Regions from separate parts of the Gossypium hirsutum genome. Here region 2 is linked to region 1. A link is a contact called in public Hi-C data. All regions are on one chromosome and are shown on one strand. Each heading gives the region's core, a stretch centred on a gene start, on an enhancer-like site or on the middle of the called end of the contact. The rest is flanking DNA. Distances are from core to core; before and after follow the strand shown.

Region 1 (4,517 bases), core at 1,380-3,879:
TAAATTGTAAAGTAAGCTATAAGTTTTATGTTGTAGGTGCTAAATTGAGGAAAATTCAAAATTAGTGAAATATATTGAAAATTTAGTAGTTAAATTTGAGCTTGGATGAAATTTGAATAGAAATAGAGTGTGAATTAAATTAGAAAAGTAGATATATCTAGTTAGGACTAAATTGGAACTAAAATATAAATTGGATATAAATTCAAATATTATTATAAATTAATGTTGTAATTAATAGTGTAAATTATTATTATTTTCGTAGCTAACAAGGAACTCGAGGCATCGGCACACAAAAGAAAGAAGAAGGTTATCGAGGAATAATCGAGTAAATCCAGGTTTGTATTACTATAATTCAAATCTATTTATTATTAATTGTTATATTTTAATTAAAATGCATGGTAGATAAATTTAGGAAAGTAATTGAAATAATGATATTGGTTTAAATGAAATTGATTTAAAAGTGTTTATGGCTATTGAAATTAAATATGAACAAATTGGAAATTAAAGTGATTTGAATTGAATCAAAATGAATTGAATGAAGAAAATATGTGATTATTTGAAATGTATATTAATTGAAAAGTGATTAGTGACTTGAACTTGATTGGAAAATGAATCGAAAATACGAATTGAATAAAAGTAAATTAAATTATGAATATGGTGAATATGTGAATTGTGTATTGATTGAAAAGTGGATTGAATTGAATCAAAGTATGATTATATGTGCTTATCTGAAATATGTATTGATATTGAATTGTATATTGATTAGAAAGTGAAAAAGTGAATATGAATTGAATTGTGATTGAATTGAAAGTGAATTTGAAATAGAAAAATTATTTGAATACCCTATTAACCAGTCGAGCTGAGTCGGATATAGTTGGCATGTTATAGGATTGGAAGTGTTTAGGAATACTTCGACCTTGAGTCGATGATGCACTATAAGTGTCGTACTGTTACTTCGACTCAAGTCGATGAAGCACCTTGTGTGTCGTACAATTACTGTTACTTCGGATTAATCCGATGAGGTACTGAGTACTGTACTGTTACTGTTTACTTCGGCAAAGCTGATGAGGCACTAAGTGTCGTACTGCTGTGTTGGTTGGATTCGTGCATCCTCCAAGGTTCGGGTTTGTTAATAGGGTGAATAACTGAAATGAGAAAATTAAATAAATTTGACTAATCGTACTATTAAAAGTATGAGAAAGAAATTATGAGTTGAATTGTGAATTGAATTGAGACATAAGATTTGAAGCATGAACTTAAGGTTCATGAAATTGTTAAATATCGAATTATCGATATTGAAATCAGTTGAAAAAATGAAATGAGAAAATCAAATGAATTTGATCGATTGAACTATTGAAAGTATGAGAAAGTGAAATAATGAATTGAAATATGAATTGAAATTGAGATATCGAAATAAGGAGTGAAAATAGAATGAATAGGAAATAGTGAAATAGTGTATGAGTTAATTGAATATAATCATATGAATTAATTATAATTATTTTTATTGAAAAATGTTGGTTTAAATAATTATTGAAAGACTAATGTTACTGAATAATTGATGATTACTGAATGATTATATTAAAGTACTGAACAACTGATTGTTATTGATTGATTATGAATAGAAATGAATATTTTCTTAGAGAATAAGTTATTGAATTGAGATATAGAAATGAAATTTATGAAATAATGATTTATGAAATGGTTATTGATGAAATGCATGAAATGGATATTGATGTAGTAAGAAGATATATAAATTAAAATGAAGAAAAACTATTTAAAATACATATTATTAAATTAAAAATTAAAGTTTAAATGCATGAAAGATTTATTAAAGGTAAAATAGTGGTAAGATTTAATGTATATATATTATTTTACCTTAAGTATTTGAATTACAGTAATACCACTGGGTGTATACTCAGCGTATGGTTTATTTCCATGTGCAGATTAAGTACATGAATTTTTGAAGAGTTGAATTTTGAGATTGCAAACTTTCATTTTATCACATCTTCAAGTAACAACAGGATATATATTAAAATTTTGAATAGAATGGCATGTACTTAGGAAAAATATTAAGTATGTTCCAAGTGTCCATTTTTATGTTTTAATATATTAGTGATTAGCTAAGAATTACCTTGACACCAAATGTAATATTCCTATATCAGGTTCCTTGAGTCGAACATGAAATAGGGGTGTTACATATACTCCACAATCACAAACAATTCTTTTCTCCACTCCCAATGTCAAAAGAAAATAAAAGTTACATCTTTAGAAATTTAAATTCATATCATAACATATAGATAAAAACACCCTGCCAAGTGCATATCGAATCACATTAATTTTTCAAAAAGAGATTTAACAACTAAATCGAACATCAATTTGTTGGAATCCTTTCAAAAACAAAGATCAAAGATTTGATTTCTTTCATATCTATTTTATTGTTTATGTTCGGAATTAATATTTGATGCACGAATAGTATATAATTTCATGCACTATTAATGAACCGGATTATTACAAATGATTTAAATATATTTAAAAATATATTTTCATTTTTAAAATGATATTCTATAATTTAACTTATTAACAATAGTAGACTATTAATAAATCAAATATAAATCCATAAAACAAAATCAGACTAATTCCATAAATAAATGCAAAACACACCTAAATTTAGTTTATAAGGGCCAACTAAGGCCCACTTAAGCCCATTATTGGCTTATATTAGTTAACAATGGGGCTTTTCATGGGAGTCAACAAAGATCAATTAACCGCGTAAAGAACCAATTCTTTCCCTTTCCTGAGGTTAAAATCTTCAAAATCAAGTCTTTGCAATTGCTTTTCTTTTGAAGTTAGGGGACTTTTCTGGAACTGGTTTAAGATCTCATCTCAGTGAACAATGGTATGTTCTTCATATTTATCTCTACCATTCAATTTACTTTGTTTTAATCAATAATTATACTCCTCTTTCTTCTTCTTTACTATTATTGTTAAAGATTAGGGTTTAGTTTACTGCCTACTGTTTGGTAAATTTTATTTTGGATTGAATTGTGATTTTTTTTGTTTTATAATAAAATGAAATGGATGAGATATGTGGTGAATTAGCAGGACGTGGAAATTTAAAAAAAAAAATCGGTGATGTCTGTAAATTGCAGCAATTATGGATGAAACCCTTTAATTTGAAGATTCCTTTAACTTGAGCATAATATTTTCTTTGTGTTTGACTATTTATGGCTTGCTCAATTTGGAAATATCTATGTTTCTCCGGATCTTCATTTTGCTTGAAGTATCAGTGCCTGAAACCTTTATCCGACACATATTTGGATAAGAATCTTGGTAAAAAGAAAAATGCATCTGCACTGTAATAGCATCTGACACTCGCACTCGAGTCTGATTAACATAACCAAGTATACGTGGGATGATGTTGTAAGACTTTTATCCAACTAGAATTGGTTTTGATCATGTCTTTAATGAATGTTTGGTCAGGCTAGTCTTTACAGAGGGGCATCAAGGAAAGACAAGCAGAAGGGAAGACACCATGGATTAAGCCAGCAGAAGAGGCAAGAGATTAAGGAAGCATTTGAACTGTTTGACACTGATGGCTCAGGTATGGAATGGGTCGTTTAATACAGGTGTTATATATGATGTGTGGTTGGCATTTTTACTAAATTATAGGTTTGAATTTGCTGGCCAGGTACCATTGATGCCAAAGAGCTGAATGTTGCTATGAGGTATGAGTATTTATGCGTGATATTTCGTGTTTTTAAATAGATTTTTTAGTTGATATCTTCACATTGTCACTGAAAGTTTTAGCATTACAGGGCTCTTGGTTTCGAAATGACAGAAGAGGTAAGTTTTTGTATTTTCCTTTTTATATCTTGCAATAGATAGCATATTAATGTGATTATATTGGAATCCTTATGTTTCGATCTGCTGTTTCACAACAGCAAATCAATCAAATGATTGCGGATGTTGACAAGGATGGCAGTGGTGCCATTGACTTTGATGAATTTGTTCACATGATGACTGCCAAGATCGGGGAGAGGGACACTAAAGAAGAGCTTATGAAAGCATTCCAAATCATTGATCAAGATAACAATGTAAAAATCTGTTTTTTACCTGTTTATTTAGAAAGGATGTTGTTAGCTTTTTTCTGTAAGATTGATTCTTCATTCATTTTGAATTCAGGGAAAGATATCTGCTGACGACGTTAAACGCATTGCAAAGGAGCTTGGTGAACACTTCTCCGAAAAAGATATTCAGGACATGATTGAAGAAGCAGACCGAGATCGTAAGCTAGCCTTTCTTCTTGAATCTCGATACAGTAGACTTTGACTTTTTACTTTACAATTTTGCTCCAGACGATTGTAATGCTTGGATGTCATTCACATTTTACTTTCTCGAACCTTGTTTGGTATCCCATTATAATGTTGAGCTTACCAGGAGTGAGCATTCAATTTACCTTACACTGGCCTAACCAAAACCGAGCTTCCAAACTGAATAAGACCAAAACTGATTAAACA
Region 2 (4,517 bases), core at 597-3,096, 66 kb after region 1:
GCGTAACAATAAACTGACGTGGCATGTTAAATCATCATTTCAAACGAAAATTTTAAGTTAAATCATACAATTGGTCCCTATATTTTTTTTTGTTTTGAGCAATTTAATTTTTCTTTTATGTTCTTTGAACTTTTCTTTCTTTTTCTTTATTTTCCATTCTCTTTTCCTTCTCATTTTATTTTCCTTCCTTCTCTATTTCTTTTAACGTAATTTTTCTATATTTTCCATTTGTTAAAACTAGTCCCTATACTTTTATTTTTTTGAAATTTTTTTTTCTTTTATTTATTTTCCTTTTCTTCTTCCCGTTTATTTTTCTCTCTTCTCATATTCTTCACTACAGTAACATAATCTTTGCCCACCAAATAAACCAAGTCCTTGTTTCTTTTACGTGATTCCTAAATTGAATTTAACTGAAAACCAAATATCAAACATTCTTAATTAAATCTTGATTTGAATATAACCTAATTTTGAAACTAAAATTGGATCTAACTAATCAATATTAAAAACCATATCCTTAATCAAATCTAAACATAAATTGGATTCTTTATATTCAAAACATTTTACTTCCGTTTTCAAACTTTTTCAAAATCGTGTAGATTATTCCTTTTCTTTTCTTTTCTTTTCTTTTCTGACAAATAAAATGAAACAAACGATAAAATTTATCTAAATCTTCTTAGATATTCCCAAGCAAGCTTGACTGGAACTCGAGCATGAATGAACCAAAGAGATAAAGGGAGCACAGAACCAAACTGGTCTGGGTAAAGTTGAGGGTAAGTTTTGTATGGTGGTTGTTTTAGTCATTAAGAGTGTAAAGCTCGTTTGAAGAATCCGTGAAACAACGTAATTTCAAGAGGGCGAGAATGTCGTAGGTAAGACAAATAATGTGGCCGTGGGGGTTGGTTAGGAGGTTAAGGGAACGAGCTCGGAAAACTTTGCTAAGGGTGGACTGCCATAAGTCACGACTGGCGAGGTCTTCGAGTGTGGTGAGCTTGTGGACTATGTCATTGAGAGATCCAAATTGGTTCATTAAAGTGATGATGGACGATGAGGGTTTGTAATTGTGGGGTGAAAATATGTGAAGCAAGTTTTACTTTACTTTAGTTTCAGCTTTCACCTTTTCTTTTTTCATAAACATCAAAAAGTTTTAACAAATGGAAAATACAGAAAAACTACATTAAAGAGATTGAGAAGAGAGGAAAACAGAGGATGAAGTAGAAGAGAATGAAAATAAAGAAAAAATGGAAAATTAAAAAAAAACATAAAAGAAAATTTTTAAATTGTTCAAAACAAAAAAAAATATAGGAACCAATTGTATAATTTAACCTAAAATTTTTGTTTGAAATGATGATTTAACTTGTCACGTTAGCTTACCATTACATTGTTAACGACAATTAACAATTCGGTGACTAAAACTTTATAACACGTTAACGTTAATGAGTAAAACGTAACATTTCAAACATAAGTGACTAAAATGTAACCTAAAGTAAACAAGAGTGACCATTTTAGTAGTTTACCCTATATTTTATACTCTATTCAAATAATAACTCTATTTTAAATTTAACACAATTTTTTAACTAATAATTATTTATAAATTTAATTTAATAATATTCATCAAAGTTTGTCTAAACTCACTTTTAATATTATAGATATATGGAAAAATATTTCAACTAAAAGTCAAAAAAATTTGTGATGCACTAAATTGGATCATTCCAATTGGCAAATCCATTTTGCTTAAGCCCAAGTCCTTCCCTAAGATTAAAATCAACTGCACAAACACCACATCCTCACCATAATAAGCCCACCGCAATTGATATTTTTAAAACAATTTTGGAATAGGATAAGAAGACAGCATATGTTGAATTTGGACACCAAGTGGACATGTTTCCGGGCCTAGATTACAATTTAACTAAGCCCATAGCTCTTTCAAATGGGCCTTAACGCCCCAATCTTTTATTTTCCTTTTTCAAAGAAACAGTCGACACAAGAAAGAAACTAACATAAACTAAAACCCAAAAGAGAAAATCTATAACTATCAGGTCCAAAGTTTTTATCTGTGGACACGTGGAATGGTGGCCTTCCTAATGTCATATAATGGTTAATGGTTAAATCTCAATTATGATCCCTCTATTTTTAGACTAGTGCGGATGCCTCGGAATAGTTGATATTTTATTGCTTTCTCCTCTGGGTTACATGTGTCTTTTTAGAAGAAATCAAAAGTTGAAGAATAAAGCACTCTGACCTGACTAAAGTTATGATCTCAGAATGAGGAATCAATCCAGGACTGCCTGCCAAGGTTATTTGATAAAGAAGTTAGTGTATTCATGAGGTTCGACAATTATCCGAAAGAAAAGAAATAAAATTCATAAATTTGCTCTCCATCTGTTTGGTGGAAGAGAAAATAAAAAGGAAACACTCATCTTCCTATTTCTATTTTGCTTTACTTAACAGAATATGTTGCTGAAATGGATGCTAGTAGCTTTTGGCAATTCAAATCTTTTGACCAACTTCATCAGGCAGCTTGACAGTAGCGTATAGCTTTTTAGTTATTTGCTGCAATGGCCGGACCCAACCACCTGTAAATAGTTTGTTCAACCACACAAAAGAAATACATTTCTAGGAATAGTGAATGACCAAAGTCTTCATCGCTTGAGTGCCTTTTTATCTAAACCAAAAAAAAAAGAAAAAGAAAAAGGAATAACATTCAGCTTCAAGCATAGCATGCAAAGCAACAACTGTCCATTATCAGCACAAGCTACATCAATAACCCACCTCGTTTCATATCCATTAAGCTACAAATAGAATGCCAATTTTAGCCTACCTTCTTTTTGTAATAACCCAAATTTACCCGGGCCTTAAAACCAAGAATAATAAATAAATAAATAAATGTTTATTTATGAAACAGTCCATTAATAAAGTCCGTTTACAAAAGCCCAAAGTTCGGGTATCTTTGAAGCCCACAATCCCTACACCCGGTTACAACCCAGTAAGCTTACCACTACCCAGTATCCGTTACACCCAAGCCCAAATACACGAGCCATACCCAAACTAGTGAGGCCTAATGCCTAAACTAAATCTGGGAACCTTAGGGTTTCCAGAAGCTTCGCACCGCAACAGACACGCCCCTTCACCTCACTCTTTAACTCTGGCCCCGAGTCATGTCGTTTCATCTCGCGTCGATCCAGCTACACACCATCAGCGCCGTGACTCCAGCGCCACATCGCGCCATAATCGGCGCATCCTCCGTCGAGATTTCTTCACTCACCTGCAAAAGGAAACAAAAGGAACAGTACCAGCAATATATGGCAAGAAATCAAGCAAACAAAAAGATACCAAAGATTTGTATTGTAAAAAGCCTATAAAGGCCGGATATCAAACAATGTAGAGAGATCTTTTTTTTGGCATATAAAAATAGAGATTCAATAAAAAAAAGAAGGGCATTTTTTCATACAGAAAGAGGGAACTACAGTCAATCGAGAAACACAAAGGTGATTTTTTTTAATGTATATATATATATATTGTAAACAGTAAAAAAGGGAAACGTACCATTCTGACTCGCGTTGGAAAAAGGAAATTTTCCAGTTTCCGATTGCCATATATGGCGGTGTAGACAAGGGCGCGTGAGCGCATACAAACCCTTGGATGGAGGCACGATGGCACTCCGGGAACTCACCCTAGGCCTTCGTTCAGAGAATTTTTCTTTGTTTTTTTTTTTTTTTGAAGTAGAGTGCAAAAATGATTTTAAAGCTTAACATTTGGCTTATATAGCCCTAACGAAGCGGTGCCGTTTTGGGTTTAACTCAATAAGCATAAAACGGCGTCGTTTCAAGGCTTAGGATCCGCGTGTTGACCCGATTACCCGGGGAGGATCCGCGTGTTTTCGTAAAGTGGGTTAATTGCCCAATTGGTCTTCTCGCCTTTTTAATTTTTTTTAATTTCATCTTATATATTTTTTTAATTTAGCTCTAATGTTCTAATTTTGTTTCAATTTAATCCTAATAGTGACTTTAAAATTGTATTTGGAGAAACGGTGTCGTTTTAGGATAGGGCAAATTGCCCAGTGAGTCCCTCGGCTTTAGTCTGTGTTCCAATTTGGCCCAATTTTCTTTATTTATTTGTGATTAAACCTAAATTCCTTAATTAAATTTAATTTTAATCCTTATATACCTTTAATTTAATTTATTTAAAATACTTTATATATATTTTTTTAATAAACATTAGTTATGTATATAATAATATATTATTTTATTTATATTATTTGTAACATTATATATATAAATTTTATTATATGTTATATATTTTTATTATATTATTTATTTTATTATATTTTTATATGTAAAATATTTGTTACATTATTATTATACATATTTCATATTATATTTCATTATATTTATTTAAGTTTTTCATTACATATATATTATCTATATTATTGTCATGCATTATTAAATATTGTATTTTAATTATATATGTATATTTTTTAAATAATTACTCAACTTATTTTATATTTTAATACGTATTAA

What was found. Hi-C and Micro-C count contacts between places; a contact is called where the count stands out from the background.
Region 2: a contact with region 1 is called in a Hi-C map of hypocotyl, with 4 times the contacts expected there. The contact joins the enhancer-like site here to the promoter of LOC121208288 in region 1. A contact is called at or near these places in 13 of 34 Hi-C or Micro-C datasets (anther, callus, cotyledon and 4 more).

What each region holds. Positions count from the first base shown.
Region 1 is chrA10:18,173,064-18,177,580 of Gossypium_hirsutum_v2.1, forward strand. It overlaps LOC121208288 (caltractin), which reads left to right and starts at 2,630. Exons shown (of 7, transcript XM_041078839.1): 1 at 2,630-2,896; 2 at 3,481-3,601; 3 at 3,689-3,725; 4 at 3,816-3,843; 5 at 3,942-4,094; 6 at 4,183-4,285. The coding sequence starts at 2,894.
Region 2 is chrA10:18,240,240-18,244,756 of Gossypium_hirsutum_v2.1, forward strand. No RefSeq gene overlaps it. Among protein-coding and RNA genes, the nearest start is that of LOC107914416, 23 kb to the left of the region's middle. Within about 2 kb of position 1,847, at least 3 of the 9 cell types and tissues checked have an H3K27ac peak or open chromatin away from gene starts, as enhancers often do. A contact at or near this core is called in hypocotyl and leaf, where this site is marked.